Linked DNA regions of Mus musculus: regions 1, 2, 3, 4, 5 and 6 are each linked to region 7. The links are chromatin contacts, called in public HiChIP or PLAC-seq and promoter capture Hi-C maps. All regions are on one chromosome and are shown on one strand. Each heading gives the region's core, a stretch centred on a gene start, on an enhancer-like site or on the middle of the called end of the contact. The rest is flanking DNA. Distances are from core to core; before and after follow the strand shown. Region 1 holds the start of Stmn1 (stathmin 1). Region 2 holds the start of Nudc (nudC nuclear distribution protein). Region 3 holds the start of Gpatch3 (G patch domain containing 3). Region 4 holds the start of Aunip (aurora kinase A and ninein interacting protein). Region 5 holds the start of Kdf1 (keratinocyte differentiation factor 1). Region 6 holds the start of 1700021N21Rik (RIKEN cDNA 1700021N21 gene). Region 7 holds the start of Dhdds (dehydrodolichyl diphosphate synthase).

Evidence for each region. Promoter capture Hi-C pulls out the DNA fragments that hold promoters and counts their contacts. HiChIP or PLAC-seq counts read pairs in DNA pulled down with a chosen protein or histone mark. Capture Hi-C pulls out chosen DNA fragments and counts their contacts.
Region 1: a promoter capture Hi-C map of pre-B cells shows a contact between it and region 7, with 4 times the contacts expected there. The contact joins the promoter of Stmn1 here to the promoter of Dhdds in region 7. A contact is called at or near these places in 8 of 39 promoter capture datasets (the 3T3-L1 cell line, 3T3-L1-derived adipocytes, the C10 cell line and 4 more), 3 of 484 Hi-C or Micro-C datasets (bone marrow-derived macrophages and embryonic stem cells), 6 of 115 datasets of contacts at active chromatin or transcription factors (bone marrow-derived macrophages, differentiating embryonic stem cells, embryonic hindbrain and 3 more) and 1 of 9 other capture datasets (macrophages).
Region 2: a contact with region 7 is called in a promoter capture Hi-C map of liver, with 2.1 times the contacts expected there. The contact joins the promoter of Nudc here to the promoter of Dhdds in region 7. A contact is called at or near these places in 2 of 39 promoter capture datasets (hippocampal neurons and liver) and 4 of 115 datasets of contacts at active chromatin or transcription factors (large pre-B cells, memory CD8 T cells, microglia and 1 more).
Region 3: a contact with region 7 is called in an HNF4G HiChIP or PLAC-seq map of pancreatic cancer cells. The contact joins the promoter of Gpatch3 here to the promoter of Dhdds in region 7. A contact is called at or near these places in 7 of 39 promoter capture datasets (cranial neural crest, frontonasal cranial neural crest, hematopoietic stem and progenitor cells and 4 more), 1 of 484 Hi-C or Micro-C datasets (erythroblasts), 5 of 115 datasets of contacts at active chromatin or transcription factors (T-cell acute lymphoblastic leukemia, astrocytes, bone marrow-derived macrophages and 2 more) and 3 of 9 other capture datasets (adipose tissue, liver and pancreatic islet).
Region 4: a contact with region 7 is called in a promoter capture Hi-C map of liver, with 2.5 times the contacts expected there. The contact joins the promoter of Aunip here to the promoter of Dhdds in region 7. A contact is called at or near these places in 2 of 39 promoter capture datasets (cranial neural crest and liver) and 2 of 9 other capture datasets (liver and macrophages).
Region 5: a promoter capture Hi-C map of liver shows a contact between it and region 7, with 2.2 times the contacts expected there. The contact joins the promoter of Kdf1 here to the promoter of Dhdds in region 7.
Region 6: a promoter capture Hi-C map of liver shows a contact between it and region 7, with 2.1 times the contacts expected there. The contact joins the promoter of 1700021N21Rik here to the promoter of Dhdds in region 7. A contact is called at or near these places in 2 of 39 promoter capture datasets (hematopoietic stem and progenitor cells and liver) and 1 of 9 other capture datasets (liver).

The regions. Positions count from the first base shown.
Region 1 is chr4:134,466,957-134,470,948 of GRCm38.p6, reverse strand. It overlaps Stmn1 (stathmin 1), which reads right to left and starts at 2,629. Exons shown (of 5, transcript NM_019641.4): 1 at 2,520-2,629; 2 at 774-846; 3 at 110-282. The coding sequence starts at 786.
Region 2 is chr4:133,544,506-133,548,603 of GRCm38.p6, reverse strand. It overlaps Nudc (nudC nuclear distribution protein), which reads left to right and starts at 2,577. Exons shown (of 8, transcript NM_010948.3): 1 at 2,577-2,799. The coding sequence starts at 2,719.
Region 3 is chr4:133,573,129-133,576,916 of GRCm38.p6, reverse strand. It overlaps Gpatch3 (G patch domain containing 3), which reads right to left and starts at 2,172. Exons shown (of 7, transcript NM_172876.2): 1 at 1,707-2,172. The coding sequence starts at 2,157.
Region 4 is chr4:134,508,584-134,512,721 of GRCm38.p6, reverse strand. Aunip (aurora kinase A and ninein interacting protein) reads right to left here and starts at 1,723. Exons shown (of 3, transcript NM_001081099.1): 1 at 1,553-1,723. The coding sequence starts at 1,630. Paqr7 (progestin and adipoQ receptor family member VII) reads right to left here. Exons shown (of 2, transcript NM_027995.3): 2 at 2,485-4,138.
Region 5 is chr4:133,516,918-133,520,863 of GRCm38.p6, reverse strand. It overlaps Kdf1 (keratinocyte differentiation factor 1), which reads right to left and starts at 1,901. Exons shown (of 4, transcript NM_133707.2): 1 at 1,812-1,901. It overlaps Gm42323 (predicted gene, 42323), which reads left to right and starts at 1,006. Exons shown (of 3, transcript NM_001378703.1): 1 at 1,006-1,764; 2 at 2,603-2,675. The coding sequence starts at 1,055.
Region 6 is chr4:134,448,131-134,452,305 of GRCm38.p6, reverse strand. It overlaps 1700021N21Rik (RIKEN cDNA 1700021N21 gene), which reads left to right and starts at 2,135. Exons shown (of 3, transcript NR_045800.1): 1 at 2,135-2,315; 2 at 2,510-2,629; 3 at 2,938-3,541. It overlaps Gm30453 (a long non-coding RNA gene), which reads left to right and starts at 4,027. Exons shown (of 3, transcript XR_390824.3): 1 at 4,027-4,175.
Region 7 is chr4:133,999,545-134,003,512 of GRCm38.p6, reverse strand. It overlaps Dhdds (dehydrodolichyl diphosphate synthase), which reads left to right and starts at 2,631. Exons shown (of 9, transcript NM_001362959.1): 1 at 2,631-2,788; 2 at 3,120-3,244. The coding sequence starts at 3,182. It overlaps Lin28a (lin-28 homolog A (C. elegans)), which reads left to right. Exons shown (of 4, transcript NM_145833.1): 4 at 1-183.

The DNA of each region.
Region 1 (3,992 bases), core at 1,380-3,879, 470 kb before region 7:
TAAGATCACAGTGTAGCTACAATCCTTTCTTCCTTTGTAGGAAAATGAAACCAGTTTGTCTCATTACATTAATAAGTTTCCTGTATCTCCTGAAAATCGTCAGGGTTACCTTGCGTCTTTCTTCTGCAGCTTCTAATTTCTTCTGGATTTCCTCCAGGGAAAGGTCCTTCTTCTTTGGGGGGGAAAGGGGGAAATCGGGGACAGATTCTTTTGACCGAGGGCTGAGAATCAGCTCAAAAGCCTGGCCTGAAGCGCGCTTCTCCAGCTCTTTCACCTGAATATCTGGAGTTGATCAGATGCATGATAATGAGAAAGACCCGGCTTGCTTATTTAAATAAAGGGTTCTATAATTTTTTTTTTAAAAACCAATAATTCTAAAAAACAAGCAGAATGAAAGCTAATGAAGGTGTTTGTAGTAATCGAATCAAAATACAAATCAAAAGAAATCAAGTAACATTTTTTTTTTAAAAAGCTTAACATTTTGGACTAACAAATACCATCTTGAGGAATTAGTACTTGACAGTCACTCCCTAGGAAACAAAGAATGGTGTGTGTAAAACCCCACATTTTGCTTTGGACCAAGCCAAAAGTATGAATGGCTGAGATTTCTATATATTTATCCAACTAATAAACATTTCTCAATTGCATTTTTACTTGTAAATTAAATTTTGAAAAGAACACAAATGCCAAATTAAAAGCTTAAGGCCTGCACCACTTCCTATTCTAAAGCCATAAGCCCGCCCTGATTTCAGTTTTCTAAATCAATTACCTACCAGAAGATGCCATGTCGAACAGAAGACAAGAGACTGGCTGTATACTCTACACAATCCACTGGCAAGGAAAGCCCTGGAACGATTTTTCAAAGCATGCAATCAATTTCTCCACATTTCTCCTATGTCATCAGCACAAAGGGGTCTCAAATCACACCCTTGACAATGTCAGGAAAATCATTATGTGAAAATCAAGAAACATCATTAAAATATCAATCTAGAAACACTGGGACATATTGAGATATTTTCATTGAGTAACGCTGGCAGCAGAAAATCAAATTAAATGATATTCTTCAAAGAAAGAAAATCTTGGAATATCAAAACTCAGGGGTTCAATCACAAGGTTGAAGAATTCCGTCCCTTAATGTTTTTGTCCTGCCCAACATAAGATATTCCAGATTCAACCCAACAATGAGATCGGAGCCATCTTAATTCTGTCTACAACTCATTGTGCAATTGAAATACCCACCCCTGCTTTGTCTGTGTCTGCCACGGTGAATAACACCCAAGCTGGCAGCCAATGATATTCAAGTCCTATTGTTCCTAGGGTTTAAGCTACTAGCCTCACAGTGAGAAAATGAAGTTGTATGAACCTCTAGGTTTCTTTTGAGGGCAGGGTCTACTTAATCCAGGCTGGCTGTAAAATTACAATCCTCTTGCCTCAGCCTCCTCAGGGTAGAGGGGTGGGGTTTAGCCCACTGGGTTAACACTTAACATTTGCAAAGCCCTGGGTTCCATGTTCGATGCATACATGGGCGGGGGGGGGGGGCAGCTTCTGAGTGTTGAGATTACAGACAAGCGCCACCACACCCGCCTGAGGTTTGTCACATTTGATGCCTTATGTCGCAAACATTTTTTTCAACAGTTCTCGAGTATTTTTTTTAAAAAGATCACCATTCTTTTAGCCCCGAAGCGTATGACTAAAGGTTCCAAACACTAGACACTGCAAAAACGAAGCAACGAAAAAAAATGCATTTATCTGTAGCAGAGCACCCAACGCAGCAGACTACACAGCATGGGCGTGGTCCTGGCCCAGGCGGGCAGGCTGGCGGCCCGGGCCAATCAGAACACGCCCTACGCTCCGGCCCCTGGCCCCGCCCCTCGGCTCCCCGCGCCTTTTCGAATCTCCGCGAACCTCTCCACGCTCGGGAGCCCGCGCGCGTGGGCAGCGACAGAATGGGCGGGGCCAACGGTCCTCCGGGGTGGCCCCGCCCCTCTCGGGCTGGCAGCGCGCGGCCGTCTGCCCCCCAACTCCCGCCAAAAACACCTCGCGGACACGCAGCCCTGGGGTGGCTGTAGAGGGCTCGGTCGCACGGCCTTCACCCACTGACGGAGTGCCCAGAGCTGTCCGGGACCACCGCCCCGAAGCCCCGGGAGACCGGGCGGGCGCCGCCCCTCAGCAGCACGAGCGCCCCCAGCCTCGCTCTCCTTCAGACAATGGGGACCCCCCGAACAGCCGCGCCCGCCGGGCGGTAGATGCAGAGGACGGCTCACGCCTCCTATTGTCTCCACGCTCGCACCCGGGCTAAAGCCCAGCGCTGGCCGCGCCCCCTCCCCTCCAGCCCGCATCTCCAGGGAATAGGGACAAAAGCCAAGGCTCCGCCCGAGCTCCACACAAAAGACCAACGCCCCCCACCCGCTGGGGCTCGGGGTCTCCGCCCATCTCCTGTGCCCGGCTGGGGGACCCGCCGCGTTCCCGGCTGCTCCCCAGCCCGCCGTAGCCTCCGCCTAAGCCAAGCCTGCACCCACCTGCTCGGTCCGAGCCGCCTGGCCACACTCTGAGCACCAACAGACCTGGGCGCGCACAAAAGCGCCAAACAGCGGCACGTGACCCAGACCAGGCGCTCCGCATTGGCTGCGGGTGACGGCACGTGCCAGTCCCGCCCCGAAGCCTGGAGAGCACCGCCTCTCTGGAGAGAAGCATTTCGGGAATTGTAGTCCGGGCCAGGGGGGCAGGAGGACAATGCTAGGGGTGGGGCACTCCTGGTGGGGGGTCTCTCTAGGTGTTAGCCGGGACTAGCGTGGGTGGGTGGGGTGTCTCTGATCGGAAGAGCATTTGGCTGCGGCCGCAGGACTGAATCGGTTATGGGACTCTCTTTAGGAAAACTGCAGGGCGAGGTGAGGAGCAGGGGAGGGGTCGGTCCTAACCTACTTCTTTTAGACCTCGACCGACTGGACTCTACCTCTACCCAGCCATAGGAGTTTATTTGGCTCCCTAAGCAATATCCCTTTTGATGCCATACCCCTCCCGGTCGCCTAAAACGCCCGAAACCCTGTGACAAGATAGTGCCACTCCACGCCCCTGCACGATCCTCTACCCTCGGTGTCCTATCACGGACACACGGCAGCTTGTCACCTGTAGCGCAACAACGCAGTCCCTAACCCATTTCCTACTGGCAGATTACGGGCGTGGTTCTTCCCTTGGCCACTTGCATTCTACCCTTCAGCCTCCCGAGCTGGAAACACTGGGATCTAGGCAGGACAGCGGGAGGCTCTGGAATCTGATCTTGGGTTTAACAAAGCCACTAAGCTTAAAGGCAGACTCCATCTGGACTGCTAAAGCCTTGCGGTGACAGGAAAGGGAAGGGAAGAGCGATGGCAGTTCTAGATACACTTTGCTCCTTTTGTTCTGAAAGCACGTGCTCCCTAGAGCGGGGCTGGGCTCACTTTGAGAATGTAAACAAAAGGAGCCACAAGGTCACGGTTCCCTCTGGCCGGGATAAAGCAAAACTATAGCAGAGACACAAAGGAAATTAGCGTGACCCTGTCTGTCTAAGAACCTCTTCTCTCTGCTGACCAAAGCTGTGTCCCCACGAGGTGGTCATTTCCCCAAAGCACCTGCTCAGAAACTCTTCATTGGGTTTACCATTTTATTAATGGATTTGGTCTCTCAAAAGCCAACCCATACATACAACAGCTTCTGTGGAAACAATCCTAATTTTAAAACAATCCTACATCTGCTTAACCAAGAGGGAAGCACCCGAGATAAAATACAATAGGCATACAGGACAGTGAAAACTGTATTGTGCAGACAACGTACAAAGCAAGCAATTGGCAAAGTACAGTTGTCTGGAATATGCTTATAGAGGCATATTTTCCAGCAATTGCCCTTGCGTGGGGTCAGTCTCCCTCTGCCCCCGCCCCAGCCAGTCTAAGTGGTTCTTGCTTAGCATGTGAACAACAGGAGCCAGTTCTGCGCAGTGGAAGGCTTTTCCCTCTCAG
Region 2 (4,098 bases), core at 1,328-3,827, 450 kb after region 7:
TCAACCCGAGTGTGGAGGGTTAGAGAGAATACTGGAAACCATATTTCTGGGAGATGGAAGATGTAAATACACAAGGGACAAAACCCCATTGCCTTGCATGGGAATTGGTGGTTAGCCTCTCGTTTCTTTAGTGTATGTAGGTCAGGGGTGAATGTGGGGGCTGAAGAGAGGGCTCAGCAGTTGCAGTACTTTATACTTTTGCAGAGGACCAGGGTTCGGTTCTCAGCACCCACACAGCAGCTCACAACCATCTATATGTAACTCCAGTCCCAGGGGATCCTGTGCTCTCTTCTGGCCTCTGCAGGCACCACACATATACGATGCACAGGCATCCGTGCAGGCAAAACTTATATACATAAAATAAAATTTAAAATTTGTTTTAAAGCCGGGCGTGGTGGCCCATGCCTTTAATCCCAGCACTCGGGAGGCAGAGGCAGGCAGATTTCTGAGTTCGAGGCCAGCCTGGTCTACAGAGTGAGTTCCAGGACAGCCAAGGCTATACAGAGAAACCCTGTCTCAAAAAACCAAAAAAAAAAAATTTAAAAATTGAATAAAAACATTTTTATTTTATTTTATTTTTAGAGACAAGGTTTCTCTGTGTAGAACTAGCTGTTCTTGAACTCACTCTGTAGACCAGGCTGGTCTTGAACTCAGATCTACCTGCCTCTGCCTCCAGAGTGTTGGGATTAAAGGCATGTGCCACTACTGCCTGGCTAAGTTTCTTATTTTTTAAGCTTGACAGAAACTCTACTTTGACAGTGCTTTTCCTTATTGTCTGCAGGGTCAAAGTGGTGTTTGAGGATGTAACGCCCTTGGCGCACTCGGGCCCTTCCTGAGGACAGACTGACATCATGGTTGTTGCTGTCAATCCTATTCAGGAAGAGAAAACTGAGGGAAAAGATACCTGAAGAGTGAGAGAAGGCTAGGACTAGGATTACTATAGCCCAGAGTCTGAAAGCAAGCCATTTGCTCAGAGAAGTCCAGGCCTTCTGTATTAGGGTTTCTCTTCTCTTCTCTTCTCTTCTCTTCTCTTCTCTTCTCTTCTCTTCTCTTCTCTTCTCTTCTCTTCTCTTCTCTTCTCTTCTCTTCTCTTCTCTTCTCTTCTCTTCTCTTCTCTTCTCTTCTCTTCTCTTCTCTTCTCTTCTCTTCTCTTCTCTTCTCTTCTCTCTCTTCTCTTCTCTTCTCTTCTTTTTTCTTTTCTTTTCTTTTTCTTCTCCTCCTCCTTCTTTTCTTTTTTCTTTTCTTTTTTTTTGAGACAGGGTTTCTCTGTATAGCCCTGGCTGTCCTGGAACTCACTCTGTAGACCAGGCTGGCCTCGAACTCAGAAATCCACCTGTCTCTGCCTCCCAAGTGCTGGGATTAAAGGCACCTGCCACCACTGCCTGGCTTGTACTAGGGTTTCTTTTGCTGTGATGAAATACTATGACCAAAAACAGATTGGGGAGAAAAAGGTTTATTTGGCTTACATTTCCACATATTAGTCCATCTTTGAAGAAAGTAAGAATAGAAACTCAAACAGGGTAGGAACCTGGAGGCAGGAGCTGATGCAGAGATCATAGAAGGTGTTGCTTCCTTATAGAACTCAAGACCACTAGCCCACAGATAGCCCCACCCACTGTGGGCTGACCTTCTCCATCAATCACTAATTAAGAAAACACCCTACAGGTTTGCCTACAGAAGGATCTTAAGGATGCATTTTCTCAATTGTGGCACCCTCCTCTCTGCTGACTCTAATGTCAAGTTGATATAAAATTAATCAGCACAGCTTCTAACATGGAGATGACCCAGACCAGCTCTCAGAGACCTCAATCTGATAGAAGGAACCTGCTCTTTGGGAGTGACGTTCAACCCTTAAGAGTTCCTATTCCAAGGTGTGAGATAGCCAGGCTCTCTGGAAAAGTTAATGTAATAATCTTGTAACAGTATAGCACTCTCAGGTTTACAAAGTAATAAATAAATGTACGCGCCGGCGGTGGGGAATCTTCAGGCTATACAAGCCTGCATGCAATCTCAGTGCTTGGAAGTGAAGGCAGGCAGGCCAGGAACACAAGTTTGTCTTTGCCTTGGATACACGGGGCATGTCTCAACAAAACAAAACAAGCCATCACCTCTGCCGTCAACAGCAACGACAAAACAAACAAACAAAAAAACAGAAAAACTAAGGATTTTCAGACAGTAATGAAAGAGCATTAATCCTAGTGCAAACAGTTTGTAAAACTGTTCTACTCAAACTACAGTTTTGTGCTCTTTTCTTAAACGTCTAGTAGGTTGACCCTTTGGTGAGTGCTTTCTTCCTGAGTCTTAACTGCGGCTTGTAGGAGGAGAAGGCTAACAGTATCACTTGATCAAAACTTCCAGCCCTATTAAGATGTGAGCTCAGAGCTTTCTAGAAAGCTCCCAGGTATCTGGTGACCATAGCAACTCAAGCCAAACTCTGCGGCAGCGAGCCCCGCCCACTGCCTTGGGACCGCGACTGTTGATTTGCTCCTCGGCTTAGCCAATGGCCAGAGAAGCGGGTTGTGTTCCGGGAGCTCAATGGGCACCGATGGGCGGGGAGGCGGGAAGAAAGCCGGGAAGGGCGAACCCGCACGGCCGGGCGGCTCCTGCGTGTTTCCGGCTCCGCTGCGGAAGGCTAGCGAGGGGAGCCGTTGGGCCCGCGCGAACCGTGGGGAGCGCGGGCATCGCAGAACGCGAGTGCGGAGCTCGGGGCGCAGCACGATGGGAGGGGAGCAGGAGGAGGAGCGCTTCGACGGCATGCTGCTGGCCATGGCGCAGCAGCACGAGGGCGGCGTGCAGGAGGTAAACGACGTGGCCCGCGCCGCAGCCCTTCTCCGCGGTCGGCCGAGACCTCCCCCACCCCGGCCGCGCGGGTCCCCGGGTCCCCGCGTCCCAGCTTCCGGTCTGCCCAGCCCGCGAGTGAAGTCTCGCTCCAACGCCGTCAGCGCCCTGCACTTAGCCCCCAAGAGCAGTTTTCGTTGTCCCAGAGTGACCCCAGAGCTTCCGCACCCACTCTGCGCTCCACGGGTGTTTCTGCTTTCATTTTAATGGTTACTGTGTAGAGCATCCCTAATGGTGGTTACTCTTTAGAGCATCTCTGGGCCGACTCTTCTCGATATGATCTGCATCTTACCCAAAGTGGAGCCTGCCTATCAATACTGTGTAGGGTAGTGAGAGCCCGGGGGGGCGGTTAGCACGTGGTCTCTTTATACTTGAAAGTATACTGACTGAGGAAGTGAGCCGGAGACCTGTAGGTTAAGCTCCCTCCTGGTTTATCCTCAGTTACCTCGTCTGTGAGGTGAAGCTTAGGAATATCAGTTCCTGTTGTTTTTTTTTCTTGAGTCAGGGTCTTGCTCTATATCCCTGGCTTACGCAGAACTTGCTATATAGACCAAGTGACTTCCAAATCAGGGTTATTCTTCCTCTGTCTTCAGAGTGCGGGAACTTGGATATGGGCCACCCTGCCTAGCACCTAAGTACTTGTCATTGTCGTGTACCAGACACATAATAAGACTGGGTCCTGGGGATGCAGACACGGAAGAGACTAGGCTTTGCATTTGGGGAATTTGTTGAGGGTTTCTTGCTTTAAAAAATTATTTGGAGCCGGGTGTTGCTTTAATCCCAGCACTCAGGAGCCAGAGGCAGGTGGATCTTTGAATTTGAGGCCAGCCTAGTCTACAGAATGGGTTCTAGTACAGCTTGGGCTACACGGAGAAGCCTTGTCTCAGAAAAAAAACAAAACCAAAGAAATTTATTATTATTATTATTATTATTATTATTATTAGTAGTAGTAGTAGTGTTTGTGACAGGACAGTTTTAAGGGGCCAGTTTATTCCTGCCACCAGTATCTGGGTTTTTAGGGTTGAGTTGCTAGGATTTTGAGGCAGTCAATTTTACCCAGTGATTCATCTTGCTGGTCAGGATAAGATGGTGCGTGACTGGAGTCCTAGCACTGGGGAGGAAGAGGCAGGAAAATTGCTACAAGTTAGAGGTTAGCCTGGTCTGTATAGCAACTTCTAAGCCAATCAGGGATATATAGTAAGACCCACAAATATAATAACCCCCAAATAACCCATAGGTGATGTTAAATGGCCAGACCTA
Region 3 (3,788 bases), core at 923-3,422, 430 kb after region 7:
GTGTGTTGGATCTGCTGGAACTGGAGTTACAGAGGGTTGTGAGCTGCCATGTGGTTGCTGGGAATTGAACCTGGGTCCTATGGAAGAGCTGCCAGTGCTCAGCCATCTCTCCAGCCCTGATTTTTTTTATTACAGTTTCTTTCTTTCTTTTTTTTTAATAAAAGGTTTTATTTATTTATAAGTACACTGTAGCTGTCTTCAGATCTCATTACAGATGGTTGTGAGCCACCATGTGGTTGCTGGGATTTGAACTCTGGACCTTGAGCAGTCAGTGCTCTTACCTGCTGAGCTATCGCACCAGCCCCCTACGTTTTGTTTCTTTACTGCGGTGTGCACATTACAGTGCACCTATGGAGGCCAGGATATAGCTTGCTGGAGTTGCTTTTCTCCTCCCACTATGTGGGTCCTGAGATCCAAGTCAGGTCTTCAGAGCGGGTAGCAAGATAAGCAATCTTTCTTGGTAGCAAAGGATTGTTTTGAGAAGTCCATAAGAAAATGATGGGCTGATCAAATATGGTGGCATACACTTATAATCCCAGCATGGGAGGCACAGGCAGGAGCCCAAGGTTACTTCTTTTGTTTATTTATTTTTGAGGCAGACCCTGTCTGGTCTGAAACTAGACATGTAAACCAGGCTGGCCTTGAATATAGAAATTTGATTGCTTTTCCTGGGATTAAAGGGGTTCACTACCACACCTGGCTCAAGGTCATTGGAACTTTCATAGAGTTTGAGGCCAGCATAGATTACATGAGAGAGACACACACATAGAGAGGCAGCTCATGCTGTATGTCTTGATAAGACATTGCTCCTAAAGATTCTGCTTAAACCATAGCCGGCATATGCACTCGAGTGTGTGTGCACACGCGCACACGCACACACGCACACACACACACCTCTTTCTATGAAACTGTTTAACTTTGAGCTGATACCAGTTTTTCATTTTTGTTTTGTATGTTATTTTTTTAACTTTTGAGACAGGGTCAGAGCTAGATAGTCTTGGCTGTCCTGGAACTCACTTTGTAGACCAAGCCAGGCTAGAACTACAGAGATCCATCTGCCTCTACTTCCCAGGCACTAGAACTAAAGGCATATATACCACCACTATTGCTAATGACTCTTTAGGATGAACTGTTTCAAAATAATTTATTTAAACCTCTCCATCTGGCATTTTAAAACACCTGGCTTCCTTTTCCCCAATGGACACACTTGTGCCCAGCCCCTCTCTGCTGCCCCCAGCTCTTTCCTCTGCAGAGCCTGTCTTCCAGTCGCTAGGTTAGATTAGAAGAAACCAAGTTTCCTTTGTGCATTTCAAGATATGGTTCCTCTGTGTAGCACTGGCTGTCCTGGAATTCGCTCGCTCAGAGATCCTCCTGCCTCTGCCGCCTGAGAGCTGGGATCAAAGGCGTGCCTTAGCGCACCGGGCTCCAAATATCCTTTTTAAGAAATCATGTCAGTACAAAAATCACCACCCTTAGGGAAATGGTCCTTAAGAGGGGATACATTTGAAACTTATCTATACAGATCTCAGTTGTTTTGTCTGTTTTGCCTTGTAAGTCCTTGAGTAAAAACATGCAGATTGGGCTGAAAACTTGTAGCTTTGTCCAGAACTAACTTAAGCTCTAAACAGTGATAACCTATCTTAACCACCCAGGCAATGCGCCTCTTTTCCAAGGGCCGTGCGTCCGGTCCATTCTCTCCCCCTTACCTGAAACCTCGGTGGGAAGCCTAAGCCTGCGGATGAGACAGCGACCGGGAAGCCAGGTCCCCTGAGAGTCCAGCCACCGGCGACCGGAGTACATGCGAAGCAGCCGCTGGGCTTGCGCCGCTCCCCTCACCGAGACGACGCAGCAGCAGGTGCGGGTCTGGGCTGCCGCAGAGCCCCGGGCGCGGACAGCGCGGGCATCGGAGGCCGGAGCCTGGGCGAGAACCGGATCCTCAGCGGCGGGGTCCGGGCCAGCCCGGGCCGCCTCGGGACTCGCCTGCGGAGGGCCCCTCTCGGGCCGGTGCCGGTAGTGGAAGCACAGGAAGCCTCCGCCGCGCTGTTCCCGGAACTGGCTAAAGTAGCTCCGTAACTGAGCCGAGCGTAACACGGCAGGGATCCCGCTCACCACCAGGTAAACCGGCGACTCTTCGTCCAGCTCCCTGGGCGACGCCATCTTGGCCTGTCACATGATTGCTTGGCGTCCACTCTCGCGAGAGCACCACGTCTCGGATGCTGGAGTTTGGTCAATGTGGCATCGGTGACCGTTTGGTACTTGAAGTTTCGTTTTAATTGCTCTTGGGCCGAATCTGTGTTTCCAGCTCCACAGAAGATGGAAAACTCGTGCGATGGGCTGGGCTGTAGCTCAGTGATAGCTGGTCCAGCGTGTGAGAGGCTCTAAGGAGGAACCAGTGTAGAGCACCGGGATGCTGAGCGGGAGGTGGCGGAGGTCTGATGCAAAACTGGACTCTACAGTACCAACCCAGCCGGGCGTGGTGCCTCACGCCTTTAAACCCGGCACTTGAGAGTTAGAGGCAAGCAGGTGTGCGTGAGTTCAAGACCAGCCTGGTCAACATAGTGACTGAGACGGGGCTATGTCGAGAGAGCCTTTCTCAGGGCGCGGGACGGGGGAGATGAAGAGATGCCCCGGCAATTAAGAGCTTTCGCTGCTCTTACAGAATACTTGGATTGGATTCCCAGCACCCACGTACGAGGGAACTCTCCCATACGTAACTCGTTTCATGAGATTGGACACCCTCTTCTGACCTCTAGAGGCACATACGTGTTGCACATACATACATGCAGGCAAAATTCTCATGCACATAAAATTATCTGTAACAAACCGGGCGGTGGTGGCTCACGCCTTTAATCCCAGCACTCAGGAGACAGAGGCAGGCGGATTTCTGAGTTCGAGGCCAGCCTGGTCTACAGAGTGAGTTCCAGGACAGCCAGGGCTACACAGAGAAGTCTCGAGGGAAAAAAAAATTTTTTTTGGTTTGGTTTGGTTTTTTTGTTTGTTTGTTTTAGATTTATTTATTTATTATATGTAAGTACACTGTAGCTGTCTTCAGACACACCAGAAGAGGGCATCAGATCTCATTACGGATGGTTGCAAAGCAGTTGTTGGGATTTGAACTCCCGACCTTCAGAAGAGCAGTTGGTACTCTTAACCGCTGAGCCATCTCTCCAGCCCTCAAAAAGATTTTTTTTTAAATGTACAAATACATGCATAGACATCGAAAACTATTCCCAGAGATCATAGGCGAAAACCATATTGCCAGCTTCGGACGACCTCCGTACAAGGCGTTGAGTCCCTCACAAACAAACAGTATAGCTCTTGTGATTGTGTGCAGTGTTCAGGAAGGCCAGAGGAGGGCGTTGGAGCCTCTGGATCCATTTTTTTTTTATAAAGATTTATTTATTTACTATATGTAAGTACACTGTAGCTGTCTTCAGACACTCCAGAAGAGGGCATCAGATCTCATTACGGGTGGTTGTGAGCCACCATGTGGTTGCTGGGATTTGAACTTTGGACCTTCGGAAGAGCAGTCGGGTGCTCTTACCCACTGAGCCATCTCACCAGCCCTGGATCCATTTTTAAATTCATAGCGAGTGCAACTCTGCCCAAAAGTAGGCCCTTCAATTTCCTGTCATGGAGGAGGGGGAAGGCTCATGAGATCGCACCCCTCTCTAAGAATTTTTATACAGTTGATGGTTGATGGTGGGTGTAGGTGTTTCTGCTCAGATGAAAGGGTAATCCTAGAACTCAAGGGGAATGGTACCCAGTGGAAGGGCATCCTGGGGCAT
Region 4 (4,138 bases), core at 474-2,973, 510 kb before region 7:
TCAGGTGGCTTACCACTACCTGTAACCCCAGCTTCAGGGAGGGTCTCTCACACCTCTGACCTCCGTGGGCACCTGTACTCCTGTACATATCACACACACACAATGATATCATTAAAATAATTTAAAAAACCTAAATATACACAAATTGCCAGTGTATAGCATGCAACTATTTGTAAATAGGAAAAAGATGCATTTGTGTGTGTGTGTGTGTGTGTGTGTTAATTACAGGCAAAGCCAGGAGTATATCTCACAGACTATATGTTTACATTTCAGAACACATCGATTTATTACCTATTCCGAAAATGTTCTTTTTTTTGGTTTGGTTTTTTTGTTTGTTTGTTTGTTTGTTTGTTTGTTTTTGTTGTTCTCGAGACAGGGTTTCTCTGTATAGCTCTGGCTGTCCTGGAACTCACTTTGTAGACCAGGCTGACCTCAAACTCAGAAATCTGCCTGCCTCTGCCTCCCGAGTGCTGGGATTAAAGGCGTGCGACACCACGCCCGGCTCCAAAAATGTTAAGAGGAAAAAAATGTGAAAGTTTGTTACCCTCAAAAAATTACTTCAGCCAGGCAATGGTGGCCTTTAATCTCAGCACTTGGGAAGCAGAAGCAGGTGGCTCTCTGAGCTCAGGGACAGCCAGGACTACACAGAGAAACGCTGTCCCCGGGGAAGAAAATGACTTCGGTTGTAAGATGACTTTAAGAATCCTCAATTTTTCAGTCGGGTGTGGTTGCACACGCTGATCGTAGCACTAGGGAAGCAAAGAGGTGGATCTCTGAGCTCAAGGCCAGCCAGCTCTACACAGTGAGTTCCAGAATAGCCAGTTACATAACAGAAAAAAAACCCTGGCTCAAAACAAAACAAAAACCAAGAATCTCCAATTTTTCATCAGCAAAAAATGGTTAACAGCTGCTCTTTAGACTGCTAATCATACTATTTAAATCTCAGATCTCCACCTGTTCCATTCAATCTGCTTTAATAGTCTCAAATCAACAGCAATCTTTCTAAACTCCAAAAGTCACATTTCTCTTGAAACTACTTATGGGGACATATCATGTTCTGCCTAGGTAATTGGACTGATACTAGCATATAGCTGGACCAAACAAGGTAATATTACTTAAAACCCTAAACACAACGGCCAGCATAAGATGCTAAACAAGCAATTGTCTAACACTTGTTGGTAATAAGCGAACTGGGGGAACCTGGATTACTCAACCCTCTTTCACTAGTGAAAAAAAAAAAGATTAATGACACAGCCAACGCATATTAAACGCCCAATTAGTCTCCAGCACCCCAGGGATGCTCATTTAATGTTGGGCCAGATCCCCGATCTGATCTGCATTTTCCATGTTGCTGGTTCTGGCAAACTGGGTAGACCGCACCCTGTAGGTGACCAGTCGTGGAGCCCTTCCCAGCATGCCACAGGACGCCTGAGGCGCCAGTTCAAAGGCCTCACGCTGCCAGTCGCCCCGAATCCCGTCCTCCCTTTATGCCGACCCCCTCCCTTCAGGCGTCCCCCAAAGCCCGCGTATCGCCTCAATATTGGCGTCCCACCTGCATCTTCCGCCTCTTCAGCGCCGCCGCGTCCAACCACACACCACACGCCTCCTCCTCGGGCCCTCTATGCCTCATGGCGGCCGCGCACCGCGCACCACTGCAGCCGGCGTTAGCGCCAACCCGCGTTCAGATCTCCCGCCACTGCAGGAGGCAGGGCTCTGCCCGGCCGTAATGACGTAAGCCCCGCCCCTAACCACGCCCAGTGCGCTAAGGAAGCCGGGCGGTTCCCGGGAGCTCTTCCTGCTTTGCTCTTCATTCCTGTGTGGACTCTGCACCCTCTGCATGTGTAGGTCACTACCAAGTTTGGTTTGGCAGGACTGCACTTTTTTTCAGAAATATATATATGAATACATATTATAATATGTAATATGTATCCACATATATAATATGTACTCATATAATTTGTGACTATACTATATAAGTATTATAGAATACATGATAAAATAAAATACATGCATATACTCTATAAGTGAGTGTATATTAATATATTGTGTTGATATATTTATGTAAATATATTTATGCATAATTTTTAAGAATTATGTTGGGGGGTGTCTGTAGGCATGCGCGCATGAGCATAGGTGTAAATGGAGGACAGAAGAGTAGGATTCCGAGGATGGAGCTAGAGTATAGGCTCTTCTGAGTCACCATATAGGAGCTAGGAATCAAATCAGGGTCCTCTGCAAGAGCAACCAGTGCTCTTAACCGCTGAGCCATCTCTCCAGTCTCAGACTGCACAGTTTTACTCCAGAGCCTCCCCTCCTGGAGCAGTGGAGCCAGGTTCTAGACCCCACTCTAAACCCTTTTGTCCCTGGCTGACCCAGTGGTTGGTTACCCGACACTAGGGGTTGCCACTAATTGGCATGTAAGAGTAACTGAGCCAATACATGGAAGATCTTTGAAAACATGAAATAAAAAATCGAATCAAGGAATTGGGTGGTGGAACCACAGGCCTTTAATCCCAGCAGAGGCAGGTGGATTTCTGTGAGTTACAAAACAAACCTGGTGTACAGAGCAAGTTCCAGGACAGAGAAACACTGTTTCAAAAAAAAAAACAAAAGAAACAAAATTGGAATCCAGGGATGAGGCTGTAACTTCATTTGTTAGAGTGCTTGTCTAGCAGGCATGGGAGGCTTAAATGCAAACACTTGAGAGACAGAGGCAGGCAGATCTCTGTCAGTTCAAAGCAGAACTAAAAGAAAGTTTGTAATTATTATTTAGAGTTACAGGAGATTGTGAGCCACCCAATATGTGTGCTGGAAATCAAACTCAGATCTCCTGGAAGGGCAGGACACACTCTTAACCAGTGAGCCCTCTCTCCAGCCCTGGGTGAATATTTCTTGTAACTTTTCGTATGTCTGGTTTTATATAAATTTTATATATGAATTTCATATGTATTACACGAAAACCCTTAGAATATATTATAAGTGGCGGGACATGTCCTATCTGTTTCCTTATTCATCTGCAGTTCTGGGGACTGAATGAAGTGTCTCATGCAAGGCTCTTCATGAGCAGTTCCCAGTCCTTTCTTTACTTCCAGACAGAATCTCTCTGTTTCCCAGGCTGGCAATCTGGCCGATCTTTAATCCCTCAAAATGCCAGATAGGAATATAATTACACACATGCGCACACACACACACACACACACACACACACACACTGCATTCCCAACAACAGTTCTGTGAGACCCCAACTTAAAGTGTTTCTCCCTGGAAGGTAAAGCCCCTAAATGTTCCCCAAGCTTGTTTTCCCTGATCTCTAAAAACACAGCCAGAAAGAAGCTCTTTGTTCTCTATAGCCAGCAAAAAGCCTTTTTGTTTCTATACTTTACAACCAGAGATGCCTGCCTTCCTGTGCGGAGGACTCGGGAGATAAAAATTCAGAAAGAACTCACTCCCCACTCCTGCCTTGTAAATTTCACCAAGGACACCTGGAAGAGAACTCTCTTCCCAACTCCTCCCAACTCTTCCCAACTCCTCCCAACTCCTCAGCTAGCTGTTAAAAGCCCTCTACTGTCACTGCTCTGGGTGGAACTCCCCTGCCCTTCTAGGTGCCAGGGGTTCGTCCTCAGCTAGCTGATAATAAAACCTCTTGCAATTTGCATCAGGTGGGTTATCTCTTGGGACGTTGGGGTGTTGGCCAGCTCATCCCGGGACTTGAGCAGAGGCCCAGCTCCGGGGGTCTTACAGTTCTACCCTTTGGTAAAAATGTACCATGAACCCCTACGGCTCCACATGCACCCCTTCAGCACCTGCAGCTTCATGCAAAAAAGCAAACAAGAAAAACCCAAAAAAACACAAAAATCCCACCTCCTGTGAACAGGGCCCCTCCCTGGAACAGGAGTCAAAACAAAGAGGAAGCAATATCATAGTCATTTTATTGAATCTAGGGCATATCAGGGACCAGCCTTGGCTCTCAGCCCCAGGGACCAAACTTGCCTTTAGCCCCCCTGAACTCCCTGCATCTCTGCATCTCGAATCTCGGTACAGGCTTCCCTTTTGCCTGCAACGCCCTTCTAAGCTCAGCCTGCAAACTCCTCACCCTTCCTAAGCCAAGGCTCTGCGTGCCCTGCAGTGCTGACTAGTC
Region 5 (3,946 bases), core at 652-3,151, 480 kb after region 7:
TCTACTATCCCATCCCATCTGTGGACTTGTGAGGAAAGGGCCAGTTAAAGCTGCCAGCATGAGCTGGCACCTCTGGAGGGCTTGCATCTACAGTCCTACCATCTGTCCTCGGACCCCCCACAATGATTGTCTGTGGGTCTGTAGGAGTATCATGGGTCAGTGTTTCTCTCCCCACCACCGACGGCTTAGGACTGCTACTGTTCATTACACTGTCCACGGGCCAGCACTGTGCTTAGCACTGAGGAGACGGCAGTGAATGGGCTAGAAACCGGCTCTAGCCAGAGCTCTTCCACGTTATTCAGTCCTTACAACTGCCACGTGAATTATTTACTGTCACTGTACAGTTCAGGAATCGGAAGCTCAGAGAACAGAGAGGAGAGATCAAGTAAGTCAGCAGGCTGGGAAGGAACAAGATTTGCTGCGGGGCAGGCCAGGCTCTTCACCCCAGGTACTCTGCTCTTGGTGGCTCCCTCAGGTAATTTCAGAACTAGAAAGGCTGAGCCAGGCAGATTCTTTGAGTTCAAGATCAGCCTGGGCTACCCAAGAGAGAGACCCTGTCTGAAACTTAAACAACCAAGCAGTCAGCCTTCCTGTTTGTGGTATGAATAGTGCCTTGCATGAGCGTCCCTTCAAACCATCCATCTACACCTTCCTTTTCCCACGATTGTCCCTGGTCCATCCCTCCTGACAACCCAGTGACACTGCTCACTTAATTTAGTGGGACCAATTTTTGCCTCAATTTTGGCCTGGGACAAGAGTCTTGGACCCAGCTTCCTCATCTTTAAATAGGTTCATCTTAGAGTAGTGAGGTGGCCCACGTCTGTAATTCCAGCACAAGACACGATGAGATGATGAGGACTTCAGAGTCATCCTTGGCTGAATATTGGGCCTAGCCTGGGCCATATGAGACCCTATCTCAAAAAGCAAAACAAAATATATATTAAATTAACTTAAATATAAGTAAATAATAAACCAATGTGACGTAAAATAAAAATGGAAAACCTCATCTCTCAAAAGAGGAGAGATTAATGTCCTTCTAACCCTCTACGGAGGTATGGGGGTTGGGGGTGGAGCTCCGTGTTTAGCAAAAGCCTGGGAAGACACACTCTTGGCATTCTCTAACTTGGCAGCGTTCGAAGGCATCGCAAGGATGCCTCAAGGTCTGATGGCCCCAGGATTCTCTGATTTCTCACTGCCTTCGCCTTTCCGACAGTCCCCACAAAACACAGAGACAGACGGACAGACAGACAGACTCGGGGGCTCTCCATGGGCCCTCCTCCCTGTGTCCCCAGGACGAGCCGGCTGCAGCAGCCTCTGTCCAGGCAAACGTATGGTCAGCGAGCCGCGCTCAGCTCTGCTCAGCTCGGGCGCAGGGTACTGTGCACCCCCCTGGCACAGCCCCAGCCACTGTCTCATCTGCAAGCAGGAGCCGCGCGCGTCCAGGCGGCAGGGCTCGCGTTGCCGTCGGGGCGCGCACCGCCTCGCTTGCCACCAGCGCCGTGGCCCGCGACTCCCGACGCTGTTCCACGCACGGTGCTGGGTCCTAGCACCCCAGGGGCCTCTCGGCCCGCCCAGCCCAGCCCAGCCCTGCGCCCGTTCGGGCCGCTCCGGCCGGGCCCCGCGCACCCCGGAAGTGGACGTCGGGGCCCGAGGAGCAGGGCCCGCGCCCCGCCGCCGTCCAGGCGCGGCCTCCAGGGTCACCCACCCGGGGCTGCACCGCCCCGCGCCCCCGCGGACCCGCGCCGGCCTTACCTGCCCAGCCAGGTGAGCCGCCTCCGCTCGGCCCTTCCCCCGCCCCCCTCGGCACTCACCTGGGTCGCAGGTAAGCGTCTCGCGGGAGCGCGGCACGGGGCGCCGCTGGGGACACACTTCCTGCCTCCGCCGAGCGCCGCCGCGCACCTGGCCGAGGCCCCGCCCAGCTCCGGCCCAGCCAGGAGAGTGAGGCCCTGAGAGGGGCCATCATCGGGCAACAGTGCTTAGGTCCCCTCTCTGCTCTATAGTCCAGTGTCCTGGAAGTATCGGAGAGCCCATGGGGCGCCTACCGGGCCGCAAAGCTCCTACTTAAAGGGCATGCATGCCTCCTGGGAAGCCGTCCGGGCCCCTGAGTCCCTAGCTCTGTCATGTGGAACAGTTCTCTGGACTCTTTATTATAGTTCCCAGCAGACTGTTGCTTTCCTGTCTTTTGTCTCCTCCTTTTAGCCTCTGACCTTGAGGGTAAGGTCTGGTCTTGTTTCCCTAGTACAGCGCCTGGCACATACCAACTGCTTAGTAAATATTCTTCACTGTTTGAATAGCTAGGCAATGATCTCTTGTCTATCTATCTGTCTGTCTACATATTCACTTATTTAGGTTTCTCTTTTTTTACATTAAATGTTTTTATATGTATGAATGTCTTGCCTGCTTGTACATCCATGCACCACTTGCGTGCCTTGTGCCCACAGGTAAGGGAGCAGAGGAGGGCATGGGATGCCCTGGAACTGGAGTTACAGAGGGTTGTGAGCTGTTATGTGAGCACTTGAGAGTCGAACTGGGGACCTTGGAACTTTGAAGAGCAGCCAGTGCTCTCTGAGGCAGAACTCTCTCTTCAGCTCCTCTTACCTAGGTCTTCCAATACAAGATCCTGGGAAGACCAGCCATATCCTGTCCTGCTTCGAGTCAAGATCAGCCTAGATCAGGTATGTTCCCAGGGGTGCAGCCGTAGATTGTTCAAGTTTTCTGAGACAAAGTCTCATGTACCCCAGGCTGGCCTCTAGCTCCCTATGTAGCCAAGGCTGCCCTTGAAGACTTGCTCCTCTTATCTATGGAGTGCTGGGATCACAGGCATGCGCCTCCACAGCCAACATAGTCCCTGATGTCTTTCTTGCTCTTTTTGAACTGTTTGACATGGGAGCAAGTCACTTTCCATTTTCCAGTGTCCCCTCTGTAGATATAGACCTCTCTAGCCAGATGTGGTGGCACATGCCTTTAATCCCAGCTCTTTGGAGGCAGTAAGGTGGACCTCTGTGAGTTCCAGGCCAGCCTGGTCTACAGAGTGAGTTCCAGGATTGGCAGGACTATGTAGAGAGACCCCATCTCAAAAAAACAAACAAACAAACAAAAAAAACCATGAGGGGCATGGTGGCACACACCTTTAATCCCAGCACTTGGGAGGCAGAGGCAGGCAGATTTCTGAGTTTGAGGCCAGCCTGGTCTACAAAGTGAGTTCCAGGACAGCCAGGGATACACAGAGAAACCCTGTCTCAAAAAAAACCAATAAATAAATAAATAAGTAAATAAATAAGTAAACAAACAAACAATTTTAAAAGGTACCTCTGTCAACTGGGGAGGACAAAGAAGGTCACACATGGAAATGACAGGTTTGGGAGAGATCCCTGTGGCAAGTTCCCAGCAAAGGCCCAGTGGCAGAACTTCCCACAGTCTATCACACTTCCTTCTGGGGCAAGGATGGACAAGGGGTACACCATATTCCCCTTTGGAATTCAGAAAATGAGCCACCTTGTGTACAGTGGCACTTCTGCAAACTCTAAGCCTAGCAAGGCCTGTTCTAGGGCACATTCGTGAGACGCTCTTGCAATGCCGTGTACGGGACTGGTAGAGACCCGTTCAGCCAGGTGTGCACACCTTTAATCCTGGCACTCAGGAGGCAGAGACAAATGGATCTCTGTGAGTTCGAGGTCAGGCTGGTCTACAGGATGAGTTCCTGGACAGCCATGGCTACCCAGAGATACCCTGTTTCAAAAACCGAAGGAAAAAAAGAGAGAAAGAAAAGAAACTCTTCAGCAAGGTGTGCTGCCACCGTCTGTCATCCCAGCACTTGGACGGTGGAGGCAGGAAGATCAGGAGTTCAAAGCCATCCTGGGCTATAGGAGACTGAAAAGCCAAACCAACCAACCAACCAACCAACCAAGAACAATTGTTCATGATGGCCTCAAAAAGGAAATACAAA
Region 6 (4,175 bases), core at 886-3,385, 450 kb before region 7:
GTTAGGAAACGGTGCCATGTGATTGGACCACCATACCAGTAACAGCATAAACAAACAGGGCTGACAGGTGGCTCAGCGGGTAAAGGTGCTTGCCCTCTTGCCCCAGAAGCCAGGTTGGATCCCTGGAACCCACTAAAGGTAGAAGGAGAGGATGAGCTCCATGTTACATGGTTGTCCACGGGGGGGGGGGGGTAGATGGGGCAGGAGGGAGAGAAATAAATAGAAGTAACTGAAAGAAAAAACATGCCCCAAGTTTGTAAACAGTTTGTGGCTGCTGGGTCAAGAGACACAATGCTTTCTCTCTCCACGCATGTTTTCCTTTTCTTTCTGGCTTCTTCTTCTTCTTTTTTGCAACGGACAACTTTGTCTTGGAACATTAAAAAAAAAAAAAAAGACAAAAACAAAAAAGCTTAAAAATAAATGCCCATGGTATTTAGGAAAATTAGATAGCCAGACATGTTACCCCAGCAATTCCACATCTAGAAATCCTCCCTCCCTGCTGCCCCAGCTGTATGAGTACCCAAAGCATTATTATTCATTAGTAACAAAAGACTATAAATAGCCCGTGTGACTCCTAACATGGATGATGTAAACAAATCACCAAGTGTCTGTCATACAGGCCGTGGGTTGGCTGTTGCCGAAGAACCTAGCTGTGAGAAACATCACAGTGGGGAAAACTGCGGGACAAAGCGATGTGGTGGCTAAAGAAAGAAAAACCGGAGTCTCTAGGACGACATGAAATTATTAACATTGAGAGGAAGCAGGGGACCACAAAGGGCAGTTTATCGCTAGCGCTTGCATCCTTTATAGAAAGGGGTTCTCGGGCCAGCAGCACGGCTCAACAGGTAAAGAGGTTTGCTGCCAAGTTTGATGGTCCCAGTTTGGTCCCTGGGAACCCACATGGTAGAGAACCAATTTCTGCAAGTTGCTCTTTGACTTCCAGACACACGCTGACTGTGACACACACACGCAATTTTTTAATTAAATGCTCTGATATCATTTGTGTAGTTTATAAATAATTGTAATATGGCAGTGTCTGGAAGAGAGTTCATCCTACTTCCCACCAGAGAAAGGGCCATGGGGTCTGAAGTGATGGCTCTGTCTCATTCATTGCCTTGGTGTTCCTTGGCGCGGGCTTTTCTCTTACATAACTCCCCTGCCTATGCTACAATCCTGATTAAAGCCGCTGCCCGCTGCCCCGGAAGTCCAGGCGCAGCCCTGTTTTTCTCTGTCCTCTCTTGCTCCTCCACACGCCTTGTCTCCGTTCTCTTACATAAGGAACCCGCTCACATGCACAGCTCAGAAGCTCAAAGCCCCAGATGACACCAGCCCGGCATCTCCTTTCACAGAATAAGATGAAAGCTAGGTACCGGCAGCTGCTCTGGAAAGAGGACCAACGACTTGGATCCCAGACCCCTCCCCTCCCGCCTGGGGTTTCCTGAGATAACCTGTAAGGGGAAGGTGGGGGGCTTGGCCCGCAAGGTCCCGGCCTGAAGGATGCCAGCCAGGCTGCAAATTAATGATATCAGTATAGCATCAAACGAGGGGACAATAAACCCTGTCACTTTCCATTTGCCTCTGGGCTCAGCTTCAGCTAGCTCCCTACCCAGACAAAGGCTGTTCACAGACTCTCTGGCCAGCCAGGTTTTCCAGAGAGAAAGTGACAGAAAGCTGGGCCAAATTGGCCTCTAGTGGCTAATACACTGGGATTCACATCTAAGGACATGGACCCTTCCTGGAGGTGACTGAGAAACCCTCCCAGGGCCCCAGGCCTCAGCGCTAGAAGGTCTTGTTTGCTCCCAAAGCTGAATAGAAGGCTATGTTATAACGAATGGGCGTTGGCCTAGAGGCAAGAAATTGGGGTTTGTCCTGTCTCTTGTTTTGTGACTTGGCGACAGTGGAGAGCCTGAAAGCCTGTGAGCTGGGGACAGATAGGGTCTCAGCATCCAGGAAGAAAGGAGGGTATGCGTCCCCTCCCCCACCACGGTGTCTACGGATCCTAGATGTAGAAGCTGCAGGTTGTTCTTTCCTTAGCAGCTGCTGCCGGTCGGTCTCCATGGCAACCAGGCCAAAGGACTGATTGGCCGGGGTCCCAGCTCTGGATCTTACCTTGAAGCTGGCTTTTTAACCTGTCTTTCTAGAAGCCAGGCCCACAGCCACTCCCTGGAGCCTCTGTCAGCGTCCTCCCTGCCACTGTGTGGGGACTGCACTGTGTGGGGAGTGCCAGCCAGAAACACATTCCCTGTGTCTCTCTTCAGGATACTTCCTCAGGAGAGACAAAGAGCTAGGTCCCGCTGGCCTTCTACTCATTGATGGTTTGTGTTTGCAAGACACCCCCCACCCCCATCCCCTCCATACCCCCGGGATGCTCTGGGTTACTGAGTTGTGGTCTGTAAGGACATATGGCTTAGGGAACAGGTCGCATGCCAGGAGATCACTCAATGCCCGCCGCCCCCCCCCCCCCGCCCTTTTCTGTTCCCTCAGGCTCTCTGTGCTCTTTTTGGTCTAGGGCTGGATCCAGAAGTCCTGCTGTGGCCTGTCTGGCTTTAGGAAGAGAAGACTTACAAACAAAACAAAAACTCAGGAGGCTGATTGTCACCTGCCCCAGATGTCCTGGAAAGTCAGATAGGTATCAGGGACTCACAGATCTCTCCCTTGGATATGATATTGGGGCTTTTTTTTGAGACAGGGTTTCTCAGTATAGCCCTGGCTGCCCTGGAACTCACTTTGTAGACCAGGCTGGCCTCGAACTCAGAAATCCGCCTGCCGCTGCACTCCCCCAAGTGCTGGGATTAAAGGCCACCACGCCTGGCTTCTGGGGCCATTTTTAACCAGGCAAATAGGTTTCCTGAGGAATGACTTTGGACTCCCAATCTTCCTGCCTTTGCCTCCCAAGTGCTGGGAGAACAGGCAAGCACCTCTTTCTATTCTTCACAGCTCCCTGGACACCTCAAGGAAGATGGTTCTCCATCTAGAAGGCCTTCCATCAATAGCCAGGTAGCCTGAGCTACATGACAAGATCCCGACTCAAGACAAACAGGCCTCATATCTAGTCATCATAATTATTGTTTATTTAGACTTGCTCCCTCCTCCCTCTGATTTCCCAGGAGCCTGTGGGTATCCTCAGTCTCTGAGAAAATAACAGCATCTGGTACAGGGGCTCTCGGTGCTTCTCCAGTGAGGCAGGAACAGATAAATGAGAAAAGGAAGGAATCAGGCTGAAGGCTCCCACTGCCATCTTGGATGAAGAGGGATCCAGAATCCAGCCTGGAGGTCATGTGATGCTCTCGACTTTTCCAAAGTGCCTCTTGTTGCTTCTCACCACAACCAAGAGATGCACAAGGAAAGGAAGCCCATACCCTGTAGTTTGCAAGCCCCCAGTGTGCCGGGAGGGACCTGCTCAAGGTCAGAGAGGAGCAGAGAGGCTGGAAAGCCCTGACTCCCTGGGCTAAGCCTGGGTTCATTCTACTTCCTCCACCAGCTTCGAGTGCCCCTGGAAACACCTGGCACGACAATCGGGAAATAAAAGAACTCCATGGCTTTTGTGGGGAGCCATTTCTTTTTAGCGAAAGCCGGGTCCAGGACTCCAGGGAAGGAACAATCTAGAAACACGAAGGCAAACACTCAGAGCTGCAGCGCTGTGATTTCCACATTCTGCCCACTTGCTCTTTTCCTCTTGGCAGGGATGGGGTGGGGTTGGGGGGTGATGTGTTTATAAAAAGATAGAGGGGGGAGAAGTTGTATGGATGTGTGGTGAGGTATGGGGGAAGGGGGTCCCTCGGTGAGCCCATGCTGAGGCATATCTTCCCCCTGAGGGACCAGTCACAAGATGGTATAGTACAGAATAGAATTTATTCAGGGCATGCATGGGGAGGTGAGTTACGAGGGTAGTAGAGGCAGAGAAAAGCAGAGAGAGAGAGAGAGAAGGGGAGGGGAGGGGAGGGGGGAGGGGGAGGAGGAGGAGGAGGAGGAGGAGGAGGAGGAGGAGGACGACGACGACGACGACGACGACGACGACGACGACGACGATGACGACGAAGAGAGAGAGTGAGGGGAATGAGGAGAGAGCGGGAACAGGAAGGCAAGAAGAGCACAGAAGACCAAGAAGAGGAGGGGCGAGCAGTCTCTTTCATAGTGAGTCAGACACTCCTGGCTGTTGCCAGGTAACTGTGGGG
Region 7 (3,968 bases), core at 1,382-3,881:
CCACCCCCCGGGGCTTGGATGACCCCCACCCCTGCCTGGGGTGTTTTATTTCCTAGTTGATTTTTACTGTACCCGGGCCCTTGTATTCCTATCGTATAATCATCCTGTGACACATGCTGACTTTTCCTTCCCTTCTCTTCCCTGGGAAAATAAAGACTTATTGGTACTCCAGAGTTGGTACTGGTCTCTCTGATGCTTAGGACGCTTTCCTGGCGCATAATCCCCACCTCGGAGCGGATTGGGAAGTCACAGGACCATTATGGTTTTCCCACTTTGTTAGGGACGAATCTTGAAAGTTCAGCCCTTGTAGCACCTCATTACTCTGGATTTTTGTTTCTAGTTAAGGCCTCTTGTCCCTTCCTTGGAAGCTGCCACATTCACAGGGGATTAGAGGCCTGGCATGCAGAAGAATGGGGCTGCCTATGCCTCTGCTGGGATGAAAGGCTGGGGCCAGGGCTTAGGGCAGGAGACCCTAATAATACTTTGTCCTTTACTCCTCAAAGCCCTTTACAAATCCTAATTAACCCTTTGCAACACCCCCAAAAGGAAAGTCCCATACAGAACCGGAGAAATTGAGGCCCAAGCAGAGTCTCCCACTATAAACCAATATTTTGTGATACAGTTTGCTAACTTTCTAGTGAGTGCTTACAGGACGATTTTTTTTCCAAAGGGAGGGGTTGGGGGGGGATACTTTACCAAAGGGAAACGTAAGTATTAACCGAAAGTGGATTAAATAAATCCTCAAACTGTTACCAGAGCAGGGGGGTTGTGACCCTTTAGCTAATTGCACCAAAAGTTAAAACCCAGCGTCGCTAACTACTAGGCTTCTGTGAGCTAAGAGGTCTTCCTGAGAAAATGGTGTTATTGGCAGAAGCTTCAGGGCTCACAAAGGGAGGACAAGTGAGAGCTGATGAATGGGCCATTCATCTCTACAGCTTTGTTGAGTCATGCACGTTTTGTGCCTTCCTCAGGTAAAGCTCGACAGGTGACATCTTACCCTGTGTCATTGAGCCTACGGGGCAAAAGTTTTAAAAAAAAAAAAAGGTTCGTTGGAATTGTGAAACCCTATTACAGATGCAAGTATGATTTGAAAGAAATACTAGTTGCATCAGATACTGAAAGTTCAGTTTTTTGGCTTGTGTGTGTGTGTGTGTGTGTGTGTGTGTGTGTGTGTGTGTGTGTGTGTGTGTGTGTGAAAGCAGAACAACTTCTTCCCTGTATCATTAAATACATCAAGAGGCAAGACAATGGATGATGATGATAATACTTTTGAGGAGGCAAGTTTCCCGAAGCCCAGTCCAGGCCCAAGTTTGTTCTGTTAGGTATCTAAAAGTCCTTCAGACTAGCTATACAGCTAATGCTTTTGAGTTCTTGCTTGACCCCCAAAGCTCTCCACAAGTGGCTTATGGTGTTTTGTTGTATGTTTAAGATTGTTTCTATTTTTGTTTAGTTTTGAGGTTGAGTTTTCCTGTGTAGGCCACGCTAGCCTCAAACGCCCTAGGTGACCTAAACTGCTGATTGCCCTGCATTCGCTGCCACCATGCTTTTTTATACTGGGCTGGAAACTGAACCCAGGGCTTCTAGCCTGCTAGGCAAGAACTCTACCACTAGGGCTCTATTCCCAAATGCTACGGATTGTGGTTTTGGAAGTCCTAAGAGTAAAGCTCTTTCTGACTTGTCCTCCTAAGTTCATTAACGTGGGTCTTCGGAATCTGCAAATTATAAAGTTGCTTTGCATCGCTCCCCAAAAGTGACCAGCGCAAGAAACCCTTCTGATGCGTTAGCAGCATTAAAAGGCGACAAGTAAAAAAACACGTCAGAATTTTTTGAGGAGACAGTATCCCCTAGATCAGGGTGACTAAATTTACTACGTAGCAGAAAAGACATTAACTAATTCAAATGGCCTCAGCCTTGAGTGCTGAGTTCAGTGACGACGTGCCATCAGTTTCGGCTAAAAGAACACTTTTAAGACAATTTTGTTTTTTTAAAGATTAATTTTATGTATGTGAGTACACTGTCGCTGTCTTAAGACACATCGGAAGAGGGCATCAGATCCCATTACAGATGGTTGTGAGCCACCATGTAGTTGCTGGGAATTGAACTCAGGACCTCTGGAAGAGCAGTCGGTACTCTTAAACTCTGAGCCACCTCTCCAGCCCAAGACAAATTTTTAAATAAACGCAGTTCACTTCCATGGTTTACGTCCATATCCCCAGCAGTTGGGGAGACTGAGGTAGGAGGACTGTCAAAATACGACATTACCGTGTCTCCCATAATATAAGCACTGCGATCATCCATAGAGAAACTCAATTTTGAGGTGGAGCAACCGCATCCTCTCTCCCTAACAAACTGCCACAACACCTGAGACCACGCAAATGCGTGGGCCGAACACATCTCGATCCCTCAGGCTCAACTCGCCTAACGTGCAGGGCTTGCAATAGGAGACCCAAGAGGTAGGAGTATCGGCTCACGTGACCTCGGCCTCCCAGGCGCTGTTTCCACGCCCCGCGAGAGCGGCCACCAATAGCCAACTCGCAAGAACTCGCACCGCTCCGCCCCCGAGTACGCAGGGGCGGCCCCGCCCACCACGGACGGAGGAGGCGGAGCCAATCACGTAGAGGTGACGTGTTCTTTCAGCGCCAAGTCGTAAGTCGCCCGGGAGTGGTGGAAAAGCGCCTTCTCCTGCGTCCTAGGTGGGGAGTAAACACAGAGACCCAGAGGAGGGGAAGCTGGATGTGGAGTTAGCTGCGGGAAACACTAAAGTCCAGCCGGGAGAGTGACCATTGAGGTAACAGATGCGGCATCCAAGGAGGGTAGTGATTGGTTAGCTTAGAGTGAGCAATGGTTTGCGGGGCAATAGAGAAGGAAGTTGTGGGGATTGACCAAGCAAGATGTAGGTACCATGATGTGGCAGGATATTTGGAAGAAATCAGTGCACGTAAGGATAAGAAAGTGGGAACTACCTTGCTCCAAAGGTCTCCCGTTGGCTTGTAGAGGCCTGAGCGGATTAGAACAGTCTCTGGATTCAGACGCGTGTTGCCTGCCACAGTCCAGCAGAGTCTCTTTAGTCAGTTTTATTGCAAGCAAGGATGACTTCTCTCTCTTTTCATTTATTCAAGGTTATCTGGCTGTTTTTTGTTGTTGTTGTTGTTCTTGTGTGATTTCTGACATAGCAAGAACTATGTCATGGATCAAAGAAGGAGAGCTGTCACTGTGGGAACGGTTCTGTGCTAACATCATAAAGGTGAGCAGTACCCCGGGGGAAAAGTTGACCTTTTGGATAGTTGAGTAGTTCATTATTAAATTGTAGCAATCCCAATGAAGTAGAATTTAGTAAAGAGAGAATCTTGAAATTATAATGTAGTTTGAAGGGCTGCATTTCTAGTATTTATTGTACTGTGTGACTTTTTTTTTTTTTTAAGGCCAATCAGGGTCTCTTAATATCATTAGATCACATAGACTGTTAGATTTTCCTTCTGGAAAACTGAATTGTGCCGTTGAGAGTGTCAAAAGAGCTCACTGGTCAGGTGCTTTCTTGGTATTCACAAGACTCTGAGTTTGAAAAAGGAAGAGAGACTGTGACTCTGAATGGGAGGGAACAGAAATTTGTCTCACTAGAGTTGTAGTTCTCAACCTGTGGGTCCCAACCCCTTCAGAGGTTGAACAACCCTTTCACAGGGTCGGATATCAGGTATCTGACATTACGATTTCCGATAGTACCAGAATGGCAGTTATAAAGTAGCAGTGCAAATACTCTCATGGTTGAAGTCAGCACCTGAGGCGCTATATCCCAGGCTCACAGCATAAGGACAGCTGAGAACCACTGCCCCAGCGTTTCCATCGGTTTCTCCTTGCAGTGTCTTCTGAGTTAATGGTTCTTTGATGGTTAAAACTTTAACCATCTGCTCTAGAGACAGACATCCGTGAGGAAAACTGTTATTTACCAACCATGTGGCTTAACAAACTTG